Linked DNA regions of Zea mays: all the other regions are linked to region 3. The links are chromatin contacts, called in public Hi-C and HiChIP or PLAC-seq maps. All regions are on one chromosome and are shown on one strand. The core of a region is the stretch at or near the end of the contact, and the rest is flanking DNA. Distances in the headings are between cores, read along the strand shown. Region 1 holds the start of LOC107521945 (RNA-binding KH domain-containing protein). Region 2 holds the start of LOC100275503. Region 3 holds the start of LOC542087 (nucleosome/chromatin assembly factor group C).

Evidence for each region. Hi-C and Micro-C count contacts between places; a contact is called where the count stands out from the background. HiChIP or PLAC-seq counts read pairs in DNA pulled down with a chosen protein or histone mark.
Region 1: an H3K4me3 HiChIP or PLAC-seq map of leaf shows a contact between it and region 3, with 4 times the contacts expected there. The contact joins the promoter of LOC107521945 here to the promoter of LOC542087 in region 3. A contact is called at or near these places in 1 of 25 Hi-C or Micro-C datasets (ear) and 1 of 3 datasets of contacts at active chromatin or transcription factors (leaf).
Region 2: a Hi-C map of leaf mesophyll shows a contact between it and region 3, with 6 times the contacts expected there. The contact joins the promoter of LOC100275503 here to the promoter of LOC542087 in region 3. A contact is called at or near these places in 3 of 25 Hi-C or Micro-C datasets (ear, endosperm and leaf mesophyll).

The regions. Positions count from the first base shown.
Region 1 is chr3:208,897,007-208,899,769 of Zm-B73-REFERENCE-NAM-5.0, reverse strand. It overlaps LOC107521945 (RNA-binding KH domain-containing protein), which reads left to right and starts at 1,328. Exons shown (of 12, transcript NM_001321684.1): 1 at 1,328-1,696; 2 at 1,812-1,888; 3 at 1,987-2,097; 4 at 2,244-2,312. The coding sequence starts at 1,495.
Region 2 is chr3:209,590,942-209,593,715 of Zm-B73-REFERENCE-NAM-5.0, reverse strand. LOC100275503 reads right to left here and starts at 1,497. Exons shown (of 7, transcript NM_001155093.2): 1 at 1,296-1,497; 2 at 1,072-1,169; 3 at 946-976. The coding sequence starts at 1,421.
Region 3 is chr3:209,285,005-209,287,803 of Zm-B73-REFERENCE-NAM-5.0, reverse strand. LOC542087 (nucleosome/chromatin assembly factor group C) reads left to right here and starts at 1,251. Exons shown (of 15, transcript NM_001111721.2): 1 at 1,251-1,521; 2 at 2,557-2,620; 3 at 2,769-2,799. The coding sequence starts at 1,397.

The DNA of each region.
Region 1 (2,763 bases), core at 79-2,578, 390 kb after region 3:
CCGTTTCATCTCCTCACTATGTTTTACGTTCTGCAAATTATATATGTTTTATATGTTCATCTCTGCTGTTTCATATGTAACCATGAATTTATTTCATCTGTTCTGTCATATTATAATATGTTACATCTGTTTGTTTTAATTTTACAGCCATGTTGTTTATGTTGCTATCTGTTTATTTTCAGTTATTCCGTAATAATACATGTACCATGTTTATATACTTATTATTTTTATATGATTCATATGCTTTATATTCTCATGATCCATATTGTTATAGATATATTTGATATCATGATTTCTATGATTAATCATCTTTTATATGTCATCACAATAATGTTAATTTATGGAATTAAAATGATATGGAAAATACCTATAATTCTAACAATTTGATATGTTACCTCTACACATACCTATCATGACTTGGAAGATTGAGATTGAGCACGGAATGTGAATAATGTTGTGAGGTATAATTTTGGGTCAATGGTTTTTTTTTATCACTCCTGGGCTTATTATACAAAATGATAGAGAAAACGATTTTTTACCATCAAATCATAGCCGTCTTGGACATGCGTATCATGAACGCGTATATCGCCGAACTCACCTTTAACGCACAGACATCAACTAGGTTTCTGGTACGCGCCTTCATTCCCATTTGGGGCCCGTTCGCTTCCACAGGAATAAACATGGATTCGTTCCAGCTCTTCGAACAGGGCCTGGGGGTTGTTCGATTTAGGTAGAGTGAGGAGAATTAGTGGGAATTAAGGGGTCTTCGAACCTTACCAAAACTTGTACTCAGCTGTCCAAGCAGGTCATGATGGCGAGCGGAGTCTTGAGGAGCCCCCGTTTTAAGCGACACGTCCTTTCGCCTCCAAGCATTCGTCAGTTCTCTAACCGAGACCTTGTCTTCAATACGAGTTGAAGTACTCTTCGCCTCTTGTATATGTAATAGAATCTGTTCAATTTATATTAAATTGGACTGAACGAGGGGACAGACGACCTTCGTATAACAGAGGCATTTTAGTCTCTTCGAATTTGTAGAAAACAATGAAATTGAAGTTTCAAACAGGTCAAATCTAAAAAAATCAAAGAACACACCGTTATTTGCGTCGTTTTGACGAATGCAATATTAACCACGTTATTTTATCAAAGCAATTTATTTCAACTCATAACTAATCAAAAATCTCCATGACAGATCCTTGTCCATACGCTGGGCTGTGGGGTGCCTGTCCGATTCACCATCGGGCTTCGCAGTGGCGGCCTCATCGTAAAAGCGCCGCCAAAGCCCACCAAGCCCAAAACATAATGATGCGCACGCAGCGCAGCGCAGCGCACTCGAAAACCCCAAACCCAAAGGCATCTCCCAGTCGGAGTCGCCCCATGGCCCCACCCACCTATTCTCCCTGCCGGCGGCAGCCTTAACCCTAATCTCATCGCCTCCTCTTCCTTCTCCAGTTCCTCGAAGGCCCAGCAGACAACAGCCCCTCTTTCTTCTCAGCCATGTCGGAGGACGAAGCGAACGCTGCTGCTGCGCCGGCAGAGGGAAAGAACTGGCGGCGGAAGGGGAAGCACGACAAGCCCAAGCCGTGGGACGAGGACCCCAACATCGACCGCTGGAAGATCGACAAGTTCGACCCTGCCTGGAACGAGGGCGGCATGCTCGAAGTCAGCTCCTTCTCCACCCTCTTTCCCCAGTACCGAGGCAAGCATCTTTTCCTGAGCTCGTCCTGCCTGCCGTGACTTTGGCGATGGAACGCATGCGATTTGACTTTATTCGAGCCGAATTCGTGATGCATTACTTGTTGGTTTGAGTGCAGAGAAGTACCTACAGGAGGCGTGGCCGGTCGTGAAGGGCGCATTGAAGGAGTACGGGATCTCGTGCGAGCTCAATTTGGTACTTGATGAGTGATTAACCTTTTCTTATTGCTATTGACTGGCGATATTGTTATGTGGTAAACAAATGCTCTGAAGCCTCTCTCTCGGTGTGTGTAGGTGGAGGGATCCATGACTGTGTCGACGACCAGAAAGACAAGGGATCCCTTCGCTATTATCAAGGCCAGGGAACTAATTAAGCTTTTGTCCAGGAGCGTCCCTGCACCTCAGGTATTACGTATGACCCTTTGTGTATTCAGGTATCAAGGTACTGCGTGGATCATGTTTTTGCACTTTGAGGTGGCGGCTTCGCGTTCCGAGTGGATTGAGATTTAGTCTACAGTTTGTCGAGGGCTTACTAGTGCTTATTTTTGCAGGCAATCAAAATTCTTGATGATGAGATGAACTGCGATATTATTAAGATTGGTGGTCTTGTGAGAAATAAGGTAAGGACACCTTTTCATTGCTCAAGTTTGATTTCAGATCTCTTTTGAAGATTAGACTTGTCATGAGGTGCTTCTCTCTGTGCTATGATATATTCTTTTGTGCAAAGACCATTCTTGTAATTTGTATAGTCCGATAGGTAAAATAACGGACCTGAAAAAGTTTTAGGCCATTATTTGTTATTTTCCAAGGCGCTGTTCAAATTTGAAATGTTATTTTTGTCATTTCATTTTGTAATGATAGTACTAAGTTGGTAATATTTTGATTAATTTTTTCTCCTGACTGCTGAGATGTTTGGTTATGCTATATAGTTCTATATTTTCTCTGTTTCCTAGGCCCAGGGTTTTTTATCCCACACTCAGCTGGATTTTGTAGTTCTAGGTAAACATATAGTCACAAACCTTTCTGTAATATATAGTTATCTGTACGATACTCCGTTGGCTGTTGCCTTCA
Region 2 (2,774 bases), core at 248-2,747, 310 kb before region 3:
TATATATAGATGGTGCAGTGGTTCAAAGGTTTTCTTAACCTGTCGTGAGAATGTTTCATTTTTAATATTAATGTCTGGAAGTTGTCTTACCCCGCAGGTAGAGTTTTTTCTTTTTAGACACAGTACTAAAAGTAGGTCATAGTTTCAGATCTCTCGCAGCTCCATTCTTCAGATATATGGCTATAGCTTTCACGGCAGGACATGTATAAAATTGATCTCTAGGATTCTGGATTCACTTTGGAGCGACTAGCTAGAAAGAGTAGCATGTTTGTTTTCCTAGCTCTAGTTGTCTTTGCCGCATTCAAAACTCTTCAGTTTGGAGTTACATATAGATAAAGGCAATCATCCGTAACCTATCATCTACTGCCTAATGGAATTTTTTTTTATTTCTCACACTATTTCCCCCTCAAGTTGAGATGTCCTATTGGCAAGTTGCACATTCTTATAATTAAACCCACCCAGTGGTAAACATTAAAACTCCAAGTTGTATCGCCCTAAAATCTAAACTGGCAGTCTGCAATTCACCTCCCCGAAGCCCTAGTTCCATTTCCTTAGTGATCACCTACTCACCTATTGCTAAGCCCCAGAAGCAAAGGGGAATCAATCAGCGCCAACAAACCTTACGAATCAAATGGTGGCCTGGAGAGCACATAGGACTACGTGAGCTGCTACATACTAGAGCAAGATCATGTGAAACCAACATCCAGGGCAGAATTCATGGATAGATTTCAAATGGAACAGCTGTAAGCAGGTGCAAAACCAAACGCGAGCCAGATTCTAGTTTTTAGCTGAGAGTTGTTTCGCAGTTAGCTAGATATTATAATTCTCTCTTGTGAAATGTGAACCAGTTAGCCGCTAGAGCAGAGTAATAACTAGTAGAATTACCAATGGTACACACAAAGAAGAGAACAGAAGAAAAGGACAGTTAATAATTTTAATACACACCTCAAGCGGCATGAGTGCTCTCGGAATCACTCTGCAAACGGATCAAACAGAGAGGCCACACGTTAGACAGATTGCAGAGTTCGAACAGAAGCAGAATTCTCCAGGATGCGCAAGGTAAGTGGGTACCCGAGGACACTGCAGCCGCCACCAAGGACCGTCTGCGCGATCAGGCCCATGAGCCCGACGCTCCCGCCGCCGTAGACCAAATCGATCCCCTTCGCCACCTGCAGAGGCGAGAACCCGCAGAATCCCGTCCGGCCACGGAGCGTCAGGCGTGATCGAGCGATCGAGCCAAATCAGAAACTTTGGAAGCGGCCGCGGGCGCAGCCTTGCCATGGGCGGCGCATTACCAGCTCTTTGCCGAGGTCGAGCGCTGCGTCCCCGTAGACGGCGCGATTGCCGGGGTTGCTGCCGCAGAAGACGCAGATCCTGCCGAACCTGCTCGGCTCCGGCGCGCCCGCCGCGGAATCGCCCATGACGGGAGTGGCGGCGGGACGGAAGGAGGCTAGGAGAGGTGTTGGGCTTTGGGAGCTTCAAATGAAGGCGGCATCTGAGCTTCTGTCCTCACGCGATCGTGCTGTTAAATAATCGCGTAATCAGTTTGCCGGTCAACTCTAGTGGCCCCAGATGGCATCACGGGAGCCCATATGTCAGGGTGCGTTTCTTGCAGATTGGCCCCGCAATCTGTATCCTCCTCTCATAATTGAGTCCTTCCAACTTTTGTGTGACGTGATGGTGGCATTGGCGACGCGTGAAAACATTCGAAGGGAAATTCTTACGTCCATTTAGCGACTAGTACTAATTCTTTGTAGTTAACCGTTGTGCAGTTGGCTACTGTCATCAAGCAGAAGATTTCATAGTTCCTTTTTGTGGGATGAGAATTAAGTGCCAACTATGATACGTAATCTCCGTTCTAAATTAATATTTATTTTAGTTCTTAATTTTTGTGTCTATATTCGATTGAAAGATGAAAAACCTAGACATGAGCAAAAACTGATCCGATGCAGTTCTTCATCACCAAAAACTGCCTGCCTGCAGGCTGCAGCTGCATCGAAGCTACCGCTGACCGCAACGACTCTCTGTGCGTGTGTTTCTCGGCCTCTTCTGGCCCCGACACCGGCAGCTTATCCAAATAGTGAAACGTGGCCCGCTGTACAAGATCTAGCAAACATTCCATCCAACCACGCCATCGTACACGCTGTGGTTGGTTGATGTTGGCGGGACAGGTCTGGGGCGACGACACCGTACGTGCTGGGCGGTCGCCGCCTCGCCGGCCGACGCAAACTCCACCGGCATCGGGGAAAGCTCGGCGAACCTTCCAAATCCGAGTACTTTTGCGGGATCTAAGTCCAGGTGGTAGATGCCCTCTGTCTCCAAACTCGATGGACAGGCGCCATTACAGTATTAACCATGGGAGATCCTCGAGGATTCTGCGAGTGGATCTGCAGACATGTGTCGCCGTCTACCGACACCCAGATAAACTTGGGGGTGGATGAAAGGAGTATCAGATTAAATGGGTTCTCTTGATTAGTGATTGCAACCACTATGCGAAATCTCCTTCTCCTTCCTTGATTTCTTACCGTATTCTATGGCATCGAGCAGATTGGGTCCTCTAGCTGTGCTTTTATAAACTCTGGCACGCATCATGCTTTCTGAAGCATAAATTTCCCCCACCAGACTGTTGGAGTTAAACAAGCCAACGATTTTCATCAAAGCAACTGCTCCTTCGATTACACGACGTTCTTGCTTTTTTTACATGCATTGATTTTATAAGTATGTATATCTACTAGACGCAATGCAAACAAATTCTACCTAAATATATAAATACT
Region 3 (2,799 bases), core at 2-2,501:
CATGTAGTTTTTATCATATTTTATATTTTTTAAATTTCTAGTGAATTTCAAAAATATACAAATGGTAAACTGGCACCATTCACCAGCAGTTTCTGTAAACCGGACAATTTACCGTCGATTTTTGTAAATCTTGCCTGTATGGTACAATGGTAGAGGCTGTTTATCCCGTGCTCATGGAGGAGGGCTCGATCTCCGGCCAATGCCGTGAGAGGCAGCGCGTGCAAGAATCCCTACAGAAGATAAGGCAGAATATAAGACGTACAAAAACTTATACTTAAATAAATTAGAGATGAAGAGATATATTCGATTTGTTTGCTAACACGGAGAATTCGAGCTAATTAAGCTCATAACCAACGATCAAGTCTCGTGCATGATGAGATGCAGACAACTCGAGCCGCCTTGACAGGTTGACTAGGGACGCCAAATTCGTCTGTATCATACATTTTCTAGGACGTACAGTATAATCTATTTGCGATAGTAAAACCATATAAGCAACCGAGAGCAACTCGGAGACGCACCAACGTCCCAAATTTCACAACGTAATACCTCTTGATTGAGGAAGCACACTAGGGCTAGGGCTATTGAATAGAGCATAAAATTAAGTATTTTTATAGAAAAAACTGTTGAAAACTTTGGATCATCAGATCCGCTCTATTCCATATGACAGTAGTAGAGGCCTAAGAAGTCATAAAAGACAGTTCTCTTCCTAGCAAACCAAAGGAACACACGAGACACATGGTATATGTTGGGCCTCTAACCTTTTTCTCTTCTCTATCCATACGATTAAATACATGTTATATATATAGAGACGTGATACCCCTCAGGGGTATATTTTATATTTGTACATATAACCTTCATTAGGGTTTCTAAAAAACAATTGAATTTGAAGGAATAGAAATAATGAGAGGACTGGGAAAAAAGGGGTGGGGGTGGCTGGGCAGAGAGCAAAAGCCAACTTCTTTACAGGCTATATTAGGATGTCGGTGGTCCAGCCCAACTTACAGAAGCCCATAAAATAGTCATAGCTTCTGTAACTACCGGCCCAGGAAGCCATCCGCTCCTCTTCGAACAATGGATCTACTTCTTTACAGGCTATATTAGAATGTCGGTGGTCCAGCCCAACTTACAGAAGCCCATAAAATAGTCATAGCCTCTGTAATTACCGGCCCAGGAAGCCATCCGCTCCCTCTCGAACATTGGATCCTATGCTCTCCTCTCCCTGCTCGCAGTCAGGGCACAGGGACTGCCTCCGGAGACCGGAGCAGGCCGCAAGCGTCCAGGTTCGAGACGCCAGCACGCTCTCGCAGTACAGCAGCATTATCAGGGAGCGTGCCGTGGGAGTGGGAGGTTGCCTCAGGTGCGGAGCAGTCGCCGGCGGCGACCATCGGTGTCTGAGATGAAGGAGAGAGGCGGCTCCAGGGCGGCAGTGGACGAGCGCTACGCGCAGTGGAAGTCGCTCATCCCCGTTCTCTACGACTGGTTTGCCAACCACAACCTCGTTTGGCCATCCCTCTCCTGCCGGTAACTTCCTCTGCGCACCGCACCCCCTATTACTTCCGGCTCGCCCTTTCGTTTGTTTCGTTCCCGTAGCCACCATTTCCCTGAAGATTCCTGCTGGACTAGGGTTTTGATGAGTGAAATGGAGTAGTGCGTCGTTCGTGTCTAGGGTTTTGATCCGGGGTTGTAATCGAGGTGACTCTAGATCTGCACCATTGCTAGTGCGTTGGTGGGAATGGCGTCGGAAGGGGCTGGGATGATGGGCCTGTATGGTGGATTAGCGTTTTGTGATGCTAGGGTTTATGAGCGGGTGGGTTTTGGCGGGTGTCACTGTTTGATAGTTTGAGGGGTTACAAGCTTTGTCTCCATGTTATGAACTTATTATTGCTCCCGCTACTTGTTCAATCTGAATAAAATCCCTGAAAATTCCTATTGCACCAAATTCTTTCCAAACAAATCCTATGGTTTGATGGTTAGTGGGTTAGTACACGTCCTTATTTTTTGCCTTCATATGATTACTTTACTACTCCCTTCGTTCCAAATTATAAGATGTTTTGCCTATTTTAGACACATTCCTTTACTATGTCTTTAGACATCGACACATCGTGTATATCTAATTGCATAGAAAAAGCTATTTAGGGGGTGTTTGGTTTCTAGGGACTAATTTTTAGTCCCTCCATTTTAGTCCCTAAATTACAAAATACAGAAACTAAAACTCTATTTTAGTTTCTGTATTTAGCAATTTATAGACTAAAATGGAATAAAATAGAAGGACTAAAAATTAGTCCCTAAAAACCAAACACCCCCTTATTAAAAAAATCCAAAACGTTTTATAATTTGGAATGGAGGGAATGTTGATTAGAGTGGGAACATGATTTTGGTCATGCACCTTATGTGCATGAGTGCATCAGAGCTGTGTTTGTGCAGCATTCTGTTATCTCACCAGATAATTCGAAACTAATGATAAATATTTGCACATTAACTGCTTTCTGTAAGATGCTTGCCCCCTCCATGTGACTCTGCAACTTATGATACTGATATCTGGTTATTTGGTAACAGGTGGGGGCCACAGTTTGAGAAAGCTACCTACAAGAATCGTCAACGCCTTTACCTATCTGAACAGGCAAGTGCATCTGCAAGCATATATTATTTTATATCAGTTTGAAGAAGCAAATCTTGTCAATGCTTAGTTTTTTGTTGGCTGGTGAGTATGCATGCTATCAATATTGGAGCTAGCTAACTGTGGGGTTGCTTTTGTGCTATGGTTTCAGACCGATGGGAGTGTGCCTAATACTCTGGTTA